2 separate regions of the Mus musculus genome follow, and region 2 is linked to region 1. A link is a contact called in public HiChIP or PLAC-seq data. All regions are on one chromosome and are shown on one strand. Each heading gives the region's core, a stretch centred on a gene start, on an enhancer-like site or on the middle of the called end of the contact. The rest is flanking DNA. Distances are from core to core; before and after follow the strand shown. Region 1 holds the start of Coq5 (coenzyme Q5 methyltransferase). Region 2 has its middle 24 kb from the start of A930005G22Rik.

The links. HiChIP or PLAC-seq counts read pairs in DNA pulled down with a chosen protein or histone mark.
Region 2: an H3K27ac HiChIP or PLAC-seq map of embryonic stem cells shows a contact between it and region 1, with 5 read pairs. The contact joins the enhancer-like site here to the promoter of Coq5 in region 1. A contact is called at or near these places in 4 of 39 promoter capture datasets (the C10 cell line, cranial neural crest, maxillary cranial neural crest and 1 more), 1 of 484 Hi-C or Micro-C datasets (nephron progenitors), 3 of 115 datasets of contacts at active chromatin or transcription factors (the SCID.adh cell line, embryonic stem cells and trophoblast stem cells) and 2 of 9 other capture datasets (adipose tissue and pancreatic islet).

Annotation. Positions count from the first base shown.
Region 1 is chr5:115,276,750-115,282,013 of GRCm38.p6, forward strand. It overlaps Coq5 (coenzyme Q5 methyltransferase), which reads left to right and starts at 2,953. Exons shown (of 7, transcript NM_026504.2): 1 at 2,953-3,165. The coding sequence starts at 2,964.
Region 2 is chr5:115,402,447-115,407,710 of GRCm38.p6, forward strand. It overlaps a transcript of Msi1 not described here. Among named protein-coding and RNA genes, the nearest start is that of A930005G22Rik, 24 kb to the right of the region's middle. Within about 2 kb of position 2,220, at least 105 of the 459 cell types and tissues checked have an H3K27ac peak or open chromatin away from gene starts, as enhancers often do. A contact at or near this core is called in embryonic stem cells, nephron progenitors and pancreatic islet, where this site is marked.

The sequences.
Region 1 (5,264 bases), core at 1,703-4,202:
AGCCAAGGCTGGCCTCCTACTCTTAATATTCTTGCCTTGGCCTCCCAAATAATGATCTCTAGTAGTTCTTGTTTGGTTTTATGCTTTTGTTTGTATGTGGCGAGGGATAGTAGGTATTGAATCTAGACATGCTTGGACATGCTAGGCAAAGATTATACCTCAGTCTGTTTCCTACTTTTTATTTTGAGACGGGGCTCACTGTGGTGTCAGAGCTAACCTAGAATTTGGAATTATCCCGCCTCAGCATCCCAGCTCAAGTAGCTGGGGCTACAGAGCTTCACCATCAAGTCTAGGACTCGTTATTCTTCACAGTTACACACACACACACACACACACACACACACACACACACTTTTTTGTGTGTCAACTTGACACAAGCTGGAATTATCACAGAGAAAGGAGCCTCCCTTGAGGAAATGCCTCCATGAGATCCAGCTGTAAGGCATTTCTCAATTAGGGATCAAGATTAGTGGAGGGTCCATTGTGGATGGGGCCATCTCTGGGCTGGTGGTCCTGGGTTCTACAAGAAAGCAGGCTGAGGAAGTCATGGGGAGCAAGCCAGTAAGCAGCACCCCTCCATGGCCTCTGCATCAGCTCCTGCCTCCAGATTCCTGCCCTGTGTGAGTTCCTGTCCTGACTTTTTGGTGGTGAACATCTATGTGGAAGTGTAAGCTGAATAAACCCTTTGCTTTCTTGGTCATGATGTTTGTGCAGGAATAAAAACCCTGACTAAGACACACACACACACACACACACACACAGAGAGAGAGAGAGAGAGAGAGAGAGAGAGAGAGAGAGAGAGAGAGAGAGAGAAGAGCATGCTTCAGTTGGAAAATGTAGTGTGATGTCCAGAAGGAACAGCTAAATCCCAAGGTCTACTCTGACACACAACAGAAGTACAGCAAGTTCTAAAATACTGTGGTGAAACTTTATTTCACAGAATGAAGACACGAGAATGCTAAGTGTGTGGATGAATAATTTCTTCCTTCTGTCATTGATAAAAATGGAAGCGAGGGGCAGAGGATCCCAGTGCAGGAGGTGTCCATCTGTCAGGATATACTGAATGGAGAAGACACTCTTCATTTAAAATTTCTTTCTTAGGATCCTTGGCATCTTCTCCTTGTGAAATATTTACAGAAAATATACATTTAAAAGGGATTTAAAACAGAAACATTCAAGCAGAATTCAGCAATCTCTATACTTGCCTTTGGACAAGATGTTCTGTAATATGTTATCTTGACCATAAAAAAAAATCAATTTTTTTTGTTTTGTTTTTTTGAGACAGGGTTTTTCTGTGTAGCCCGAGCTGTCCTGGAACTCACTCCATAGAACAGGCTGGCCTCAAACTCAGAAATCTGCCTACCTCTGCCTCCCAAGTGCTGGGATTAAAGGCATGCGCCACCACTGCCTGGCTTCAGTTTAAAAAAATTTTTAAAGGCCCTGTGTAGTGATACAGGCCTTTAATCCCACCTACCAGGAAGATCAAAAGTTCAAAGCCTGTATCTAGGTGACAAAGTGAGTTCAAGGCCTTGCCAACTTAGTGAAATGCTATCTCAACATAAAAGATAAGAGCTGGCAAGGTGGCTCAGTAGATCACAGTGCTTTAGTTGTAAGCCTGAGGATGTGAGTTCAATTCCCAGGGCCATGGAGAACTGACCCCTGAAAGTCATCTCCTGACCTCCACACATGGATCTTGGCATGTGCACGCCTACGTGTGAGAACACGCGTGCATGCACACACACACATCAAAAAGACACAATTTATTTAATTATTATTTATTTATTTTAAAATTAAATATACTACCAGTTGGTGGTGGCACACACCTTTGATCCCAGCAGTTGGGAGGCAGAGGCAGGCAGATTTCTGAGTTCCAGGTCAGCCTGGCCTACAGAGCAAGTTCCAGGACAGCCAAGGCTACACAGAGAAACCCTGTCTCATAAAACAAACAAACCAAAATTAAATACATTTAAAAGGCACTCGGGTAGAGTTTAGTGTCACAGCACTGTTCAAGTGTGCACTAGAACCTGCACACCATTCCAGATGCCACTAAAACGATGTGGGAGGAGTTCAGGCTTGTGCTGTCTGACTTAACCAGGCATGTTATGAGTTCAAGTACACTCTGGACTAGGTAAACTAGTTCCAGCTTTAAAAAATATATATATTCACATGAGGCACACACAGGGGGGTTGACTCATCAGTTATAATGCTTGTCACCAGCACCCAAATCCTTATGCTCATTCACCTAAAACTACAGTTTTAAGATATCTGACATCTCTGGGTTCCACAGGCAGCTGCACTCACGTTCACATACATCCACAGACACACAAGTGTATATACTTTACTTTAGATGTATGTTTGTATGTGTACATATATGTATACACACACATATGTATACACACACATATACATACATACACATATATGTATGTGTGTATATACATATACATATATACACATATATGTATGTGTGTATATACATATACATATATACACATATATGTGTATACATATATATATATTTTTTTTTCAAATCATGTAATTTTGATCTTTAACTTACAACATGCCTCAATTTCACCCAGTTCCTGCACCAGAAAACAAAAGTTGCAGGGCATGAGGGAGCACACTCCAGCACTTGGGTGGATTTCTGCGAGTTCCGGGCCAGCCTGGTCTATTCAGTTGTCTTTTCCATAGTAGTCTTTAGTCCTAGCTAACAGGATGGAAATATGGCCGCTGAAATATAATTAGGGCCTCTGTCTGAATTCTGCTTATTCCTGCTAAACTCTAGATTCAGTCAGGGAACACAGGAAAGGCTTTCAGGTTTCCAAATCCTAAACCAGGAGGACTCCTTAAAAAAACAGGCGTTTGGGGGTGCGTTCCACTAATGTGTCTCCTGTCGGCCGCCGTCACCCGGCTGGTGACGCAACCCGACGTTCTCCCCGCCCCGCGGTCGCCGGGGTGTCACGATGGCGGCGCCCAGGTGCTGCGTTCTATGGCGCGTCTGCGGCCGCGGGTGGTGGCGAGCCACGGGACACTGCAGGCTCCCCGGGTGTCATAGATCCTGGCCATGGGCCACGCTGGGAACGCGGTCCTTGTCCCAGGAGAAGCGAGCCGCGGAAACGCACTTCGGGTTTGAGACCGTGTCGGAAGGGGAGAAAGGAAGCAAAGGTGACAGAGGGCGCGAGGGTGGATGGAGGGACCTGTCGGGCTCCTGTTCGGGTTCCTTTTCTCACTGAGGGTTGATTGGATGCCCTGTCGGCCCCGGAGCTGTGTTCCTTACTGTCCTGACTTCCCAGACCCAGCTTCCCTTTCGGGGACTCATTTGCTGTCACTGCCACTGCAGCCATTTGAGACGCTGCCCCCGGCGACGCGCCCCCTTTTGTCAGGGTCTCTCTGTGTCACCTTGACTGCCCTGGAGCTGTCCAGGATGGCCTCGAACTCACAGAGATGCACCTGCCTGTGCCTCTGCCTCTGGAGCGCTGCCATTAAAGGCTGTGCGCCACCAAACCCGGCTTTTCCCTCTTTGAAGCACAGCATGACCCTTTACGCTCGTCAACTGCGAGATTGTCCTATACGTATGCCAGGTGCCGTGTACAGATTTTCCCCCCACCCATTTCTCACTTCAGTTTCCCACTAGTGACTGTTGTTACTACTTTTCTGAGGGAATATAGGGTTAAGGTTAAGCTTGCACTATTTAAAATGGTAGCCAGGAGCTGGGACTGTGGCACAATTGGTCGAGTGCTGCTGGCCTGTCACTTCCTGCGGCTCAGTTTCATCCCCAGCACCTCATAATTTGTGTGGTGGTGTAAACTGTGTTCCCAGCACTTGGCAGGTGTGTGGGGGAAGGTTACAAGTACAAGGTAATTCTCTTACTGTACTGTGAATTTGAAGCCAGCCTCAGACAGAGAGATACTGCCTCCACAAAGATAAGTATAAACTTGTAAGTTAGAAGAGTAACTACTTGTCTAACACAGAATTTACATCCTTATTTTCTTACTAAAGAAAGACACTAAAAAAAGAAAAAAAAAAAAAAAAAAAAAGCCGAGCACTTGGGAGGCAGAGGCAGGCGGATTTCTGAGTTTGAAGCCAGCCTGGTCTACAAAGTGAGTTCCAGGACAGCCAGAGCTACACGAGAAACCCTGTCTCAAAAAACCAAAACCAAACCAAAAAAAAAAAAAAAAAGACGCTATCCCCTCCTTTTAAAAACACACGCTCACACATAGTTCAGGGCCATCCTTGCCTACATAGAGAGTTCCAGGACAATCAGAGTTACACTATGAAACCCTGTCTCCAAGAAAAATAAAACATCAGAACTGTCTGACACATACAGTGCCATGCATTCAGGAGGCCTGGGGTAGGATCACAAGTTCAAAACCTTTCCTAAAAAACAAAACCAAAAAACAACAAACAAACTAAACAACGAAAACAACTGCTTAGCAGCTACAAGCACTTCAGTCCTAGCATTCACATGATTGTTCACAATTGTCTATAACAGCAAGACGTTTGACTCCTTTAGGGTAGAGTCACTCTTGCACAGGGATCGCCTAAGACCATCAGAAAATCCAGTTATTTACATTATGACTCACAACAGCAGCAAAACTACTGTTATGTACTTATGAATTAGCAATGAAAATAATTTTGTGATTGTGGGTCCCCACAACATGAAGAACTGAACTAAAGGGTCAGCATTTAGAGGTTGAGAACCACAGACTGTAACCTGTTCCAAGGAATCCGAAGGCCTCTTCTGGCCTCCATGGGCACACATGTGGCACCCAGACATACATGCAGGCAAATACTCAACACGCATAAAATAAAAATTAATATATTTTTAAAAGTCCAACAGATGGGATTTCACTAACATTTTTACAGTTCTTAATTTTGGTTTAAAATTTTAAATCCTAAGAAAAATTACAGTTTTGAGGGGAATCATATTGTTTTATTTTTGTTTTAAAATGTAACAGGAGTGATGTGAACACTTTTTCCCTCATTATGGAGCTTAGGGTAGTGATCAAGCATGCTTCCTGTGGCTTGGCAGATTCACCCCTTTCTAAGCTTTCATTTCGAGTGTGGAGAGGTAGCCTGGTCAGCTTCTAGCCTCGTTGCTTTCAACATCAGGAAATACCTTCAAGAACCTCTTGAATGGAAATTGGAAAAAAATTCTATTCTATTTGTATGTTGTGTGTGTGTGTGTGTGTGTGAGTGTGTGTGTATGTTGTGTGTGTGTGTGTGTGAGTGTGTGTATGTTGTGTGTGTGTGTGAGTGTGTGT
Region 2 (5,264 bases), core at 970-3,469, 120 kb after region 1:
CTTCAGCCCAGCACTGTGGTGTACCCCGGATTCTCCCCCCAGGCTGAAGACATGCTCCCACTGTGGGCATTCTCCTGCCTCAGCTTCCTAGGCAGTTAGGACAACACAGGGGAGACTCTAAAATAATCTTTCTTTCTTTCTTTCTTTCTTTCTTTCTTTCTTTCTTTCTTTCTTTCTTTCTTTCTTTCTCTCTCTCTCTCTCTCTCTCTCTCTCTCTTTCTTTCTTTCTTTCTTTCTTTTGGACACAGTGTCACAGTGTCTGTAGCTGCAAGCTGGCCTCTAATTCTCAATAATACCGAGGATGGCTTTTAAATTTCAGATCCTCCCAAATGCTTGGAACGCAAGAATGTGTCCCCAGGACCCCTGGATTTGTGAGGCGCTGGAGATTAAACTCCGGGCTTGTACACACTAAGCAGCAATCTATATCCTCAGCCCCAAATATAATTTTTCAAAAATATTTTTCTACTTTTAAATTTCAATTCATGTATATACAAGTGGAAAGAAAAAAAACCAACAACAAAAAACTCGAGAGAGGGTCTCCCTATACAGCCCTGGCTGTCCTGGAACTCTGTAGACCAGGCTGGCCTTGAACTCATGGAGATCGTCCTGCCTCTGTCTCTGAGTGCTGGGATTAAAGGTGTACACCTTGAAACTTGGTCTGTTATAAACTTTAAGGTAATGAAACCACAGAGCCAGTGGGGTAGAGCTCAGCTCTCTAAGTACAATGTAACAAGGCCTGGGGCGGGATGCGGGTGCAGGGAACTGGGGTAGCCCCTTCAGTTTTGCCTCTCAGGGTTCCAAGTTTCAGAAACCAGAGAGGGCACCAGAGTCAAAGAAGCAGAACACACGCCTTGGGGTGAGAGAGCGGGCTGCAAATTCCGGGTCTGTTCTTTCTTCTTGAGACTATTTTTTTCATCTGTAAATAGGATCCATCAAGTCATGCTGGCTGGAGTGGGATTGGGTGTAGAGCTAACATGTTAACATGTTAGAGCTAATATGTTAGAGTACTTGCCTAGCACACTCAAGACCCTAGTCTGGGACTCCAGCACCATAGGTAAACAAAAACCTGATTCAGAAATTACCTATCAACCCGGAGAAGGGTGTTCTATACCTGTAATCCCCACACTCAAGAGGCTGAAGCGGGAGGATCAGGAGTTCAAGGCCAGATTAGGCTAGTTAGTGGCAGGGGTGGAGGAAGGAGGAGAGGAAATGAAGTCAGAGGCTTGCCCAAGACTCCCACCTACAAAGTTTCACCTGACTCTAAAACAATGGCTTTTCCACGGAGAAGGGACTAGCGCAGTGGTGGCCACCACCCTTGCCCCACTTAGCCGGGGCGGGGCAGGCGGGCAGGCTCCAGTATGGTGTCTTGGTGTGTCACCCCCGCCGTGAGAAGCATTGCGGTGACCTCCGGGGAGAGAGCTAGGCACAAGATGGATGAGACATACATAGCAGCAGGTTTCTCTCTTTCCTCTGAGGGGGTGGCGGCTGGGATTACCGGATCAGTGTAATCCTGTGGGTGGGTGGGAAGCAGGTCAGGTGGCGGGAAAGGGCAAAGGCAGAGAGGCCCAGAGGCAAGAGCCAGCTTGGGGCATGGAGGAACTGCAGGGCAGGCAGCAGCCAGTGGGGCTGAGAAATAGGGCGAGCCTTGGCCAGGCAGGACGGGTGGACGCACTAAGAACTTTCTAACCAGGTTTTTTTTTTTTTTTTTTTTTTTTTTTTTAAACTTGTCTCCTTTCTCGTCTCCCTTTCAATGCTTTCTGTTTCTCAGGCAGGGGGCCAGGGCTGTCTTCCTTCTTCCCCACTTCTTCTCAACCCACCCCCACCCCTCTTCATCCTCTTCTGAACAGCTGCCCCGCCCCCACAGGTCCAGTTCACACCCACCCCTTCCCCTCCCCTCCCCTCCCCTGACAATGAGGACTGAACCCTGAGACCGACTAACCAGGGCATTGTCCCTTTAAGGAATCCCGAAATCCGGACACCCGTCTCCTCCCCCACCTGAGAACCAATTTGGGTTCCCGAATTCAACCAGAGGCTTTTGTGTGTCACGTGTTTGGGGAACAAAGCCCTGTGCGGCAGGAATAAAAAGCTCCCATTCAGGAGCCCGTTTGTTCTCCTGCTAAACGTTTCCACTCCAGCCTCGCCTCTCTCCCGGGTTCCCAGGGCCGCCTAGCTCGGGCCTCACCTTCCCCGCCACAGCTTTAATGCCCTACCCAAAGCAGGTGGCCACAGACCCAGGGCCCTGCCCACCTTTTCTTCCCGAGAGATCAGATGACACCAGCTGGCCCAGAGCTGTACCCTGCATGCTCTGTGCCTCTCCTCAAGGCATCTGAGAAGACTCGAGGCTCACGGAGTTTAGGTAGCTGCCTGAAGTCCTGCATCTGGGAGTCTGGACACTTAGCTGGGTCCTGCAAGACAGGGTGACTAACTCAAAGCAGGCAGCCTGTGGGGTCAGTCACCTGCTTCGAGGCAGACAAGTTGGAACCTCATCTCTGAGGGAAATCGTGGGTCGGTCAGAAGCACTGTGGAAGAGCCAGGGAGAACAGGAAGAACCAATACTTGACTCATCTTTAACCCCCAGCACTCAGGAGATAGAAACAGGTGGATCTCTTGTGAGTTCAAGGCTAGCCTGTTCCACACAGCAAGTTCCAGGCCAGCTGTGGCTACATAGTGAGATCCCTGTCTCCAAAATAAAAAGGGATGGGGGGAAAATATATTGATCTGAGATGCTAATTGATACGTTGCCAGAAAGGTCAATAAGTTATAGTGTCATCCCATCTGTGTAAGGCAAGGAAGGGGCTGCAGAGATGCCTCTTAAGGAAGACTTGGGTTCTATTCTGGCACGTGCATCAGACAGTTCACAACTGCCTGGACCGCCAAAGGAGCCAATGCCCCTGGCATCTGTGGGCACCTGAAATCACATTGTACGTGTTTTATTTGGTGTAATGTCTCCCCCCCACCACCACGTCTGCCGCCTCAGCCTCTGTTGCTAGGGTTGCATGTATACTTGGCAAACAGGACTTCCTCCTCTCTTCCTGGGACTGGGCATTGAACGAGGGTCTTAACACCCTTAGGCAAGCATCCTACTGTGGGGCTGTACGCCCAGCCCCCAGTCAGCCACCTCAAAGTGTGCATCAGAGGCTCTTCCCAGTGCCGTGAAGCCCCGATTCCTTCCAGGCCTGCCTCTCTTCACCTGGGGGACAGCTATGCCTCATTAAACCATCTCTCCTCTCCTCTCCACCAGTCTCCGCAGCTCCTCACCTGCCTTCTGTTTCTCAGGATTCGGCCCAGTTTTTGGTATTTCAAGTAGAGGGAGATACGTGTGGTTTCCTGTCTAGGGAACCAGAACTGTGTTTACTTAGCATGGTTTTTTTGTTTATGTGTGCATACATGTGTGTGCAGATGTGCATTATCAAACGTGTAGGTTAGGAGGTCCCTGTGGAGTGTCTTTCTCAGTCACCATTTTGTTTTTATTTTGGGGTTTTTTGGTTTGTTTGTTTTTATTTGGTGTTTTTTTGTTTGTTTTTGTTTGGGCTTTTCTTTTCTTTTCTTTCTTTCTTTTCTTTTTTTCTTTCTTTCTTTTTTTTTTTTTTTTTGGTTTTTCGAGACAGGGTTTCTTGTGTAGCCCTGGCTGTCCTGGAACTCACTCTGTAGACCAGGCTGGCCTCAAACTCAAAGATCCACCTGCTTCTGCCTTCCAAGTGCTGGGATTAAAGGAGCGCGCCACCACTGCCCGGCTTGTTTGGGCTTTTTGGTGTATGTGTGTAGTGCGTGAATGTATGTGTATGTGTGTGCACACATTGTGTTTGGGTGCATATGCACGTTTGTGTGTCTGTGTGTGTGTGTGTTCATGTCTGCATTAGTGTATGCCCACACCCAAGTGCGGGTATTTGTGTGTGTGTATGTATGCATGTGCTTGTGTGTGTGTGTGTGCTTGCATTTGTGTGTTTGTGTACTCGTGCCTGCATGTGTATGTGTGTGTACATATGCGTGTGTGTGTGTGTGTGTGTGTGTGTGTGTGTGTGTGTGTGTATGTACTAACGCTAACATCAGACGCCTCCCTCAATTGCTCTTGAGCATTATTTACTGAGTCTGGGACTGCGCATGAACCAGGAACTGCCCAGTTCTGGCTAGCCTAGCGAGAAGGCTTGCCCTGGCTTGCCAGGTTTTATGTGGGCTCTGAGGTCCTTACCTCCTGTCTTCACACTTGCATGGCAAGAGTTTTAAGCACTGAGCTGTCTGTCCAGGCCTCATTGAGAAGGGTCTCTCCCTGAACAAGTAGCTTGCTGACTCAACCAGACATGCTGGTCAGGAAGTCCCAGGCATCCCCCTGTCTCTGACTCCCTGGCACTCCAATTACAGGCCTAAGCCTCTGTGCCCAGCTTCACATGGGTGTCCTGGCTCTAAGTCAGGTCCTTAGCTTGTGAGGCAAACACCTCCTGGGTCGAGTCATCTCTGTAGCCCCTACTTATGCGTAGCAAGTGTCAGCACACTGTTCTCCCTGTCTTTTCTCCTCTCTCATACAGGGACATAGAACTCAAATCAGCAAAACTTGTTGTGAGGCTGTGAGCTCAATCCCTGGTATCATAGAAGCTGAGTTATCTTAAAAAATTAAAAACAAAACACACACTGAGTGGAAGAAGAACCTTGAAAGGGTTGGGAAATCAAACTTAAGTTCTTTTTGTTTGTGTGTGTGTTTTTTGAGACTGGGTTTCTCTGTGTTGCTCTGGCTGTCCTGGAACTAGCTCTTTAGACAGGGCTAGCCTTGAACTTAGAGATCTACCTCCCTCTTGCTTCCCAAGTGCTGGGATTAAAGGCCTGTACCAACACTGTCTGAATCAAACCCAAATTCTTGCATAAGCCCTCTGCCACTGAGCAACATTCTGAAGTTGTTTCTCGAGCACAGGTGCATGTGTGCGAGTGTGTGTGTGTGTGTGTGTGTGTGTGTATGTGAATACTGTGTGCATGTATGTGATATATTTGGATATGGGTACCCACTTGCCACTGCTTGCCTGTGGACAGCTTGGATGTGAGCCCTCACCTCCCCTTTGTTTGAGACAGGGTTTCTTTGTGGTTTGCCCACTGTGTGTGTTGGGCTGGCTGGATCTCCACTTCCGTGGGGTCTCCCGTCTGTACCTCTAATGCCTCCATAGGAGCTGGGATTAAAGGTACTTAAAAAACTCCTAGATTTGATGTGGGATCTTTGGACTTGAACTCTGGTCCTCACACTGTCACTTAGGCGTTTCTGTACGCTAGGCATCTCTCCC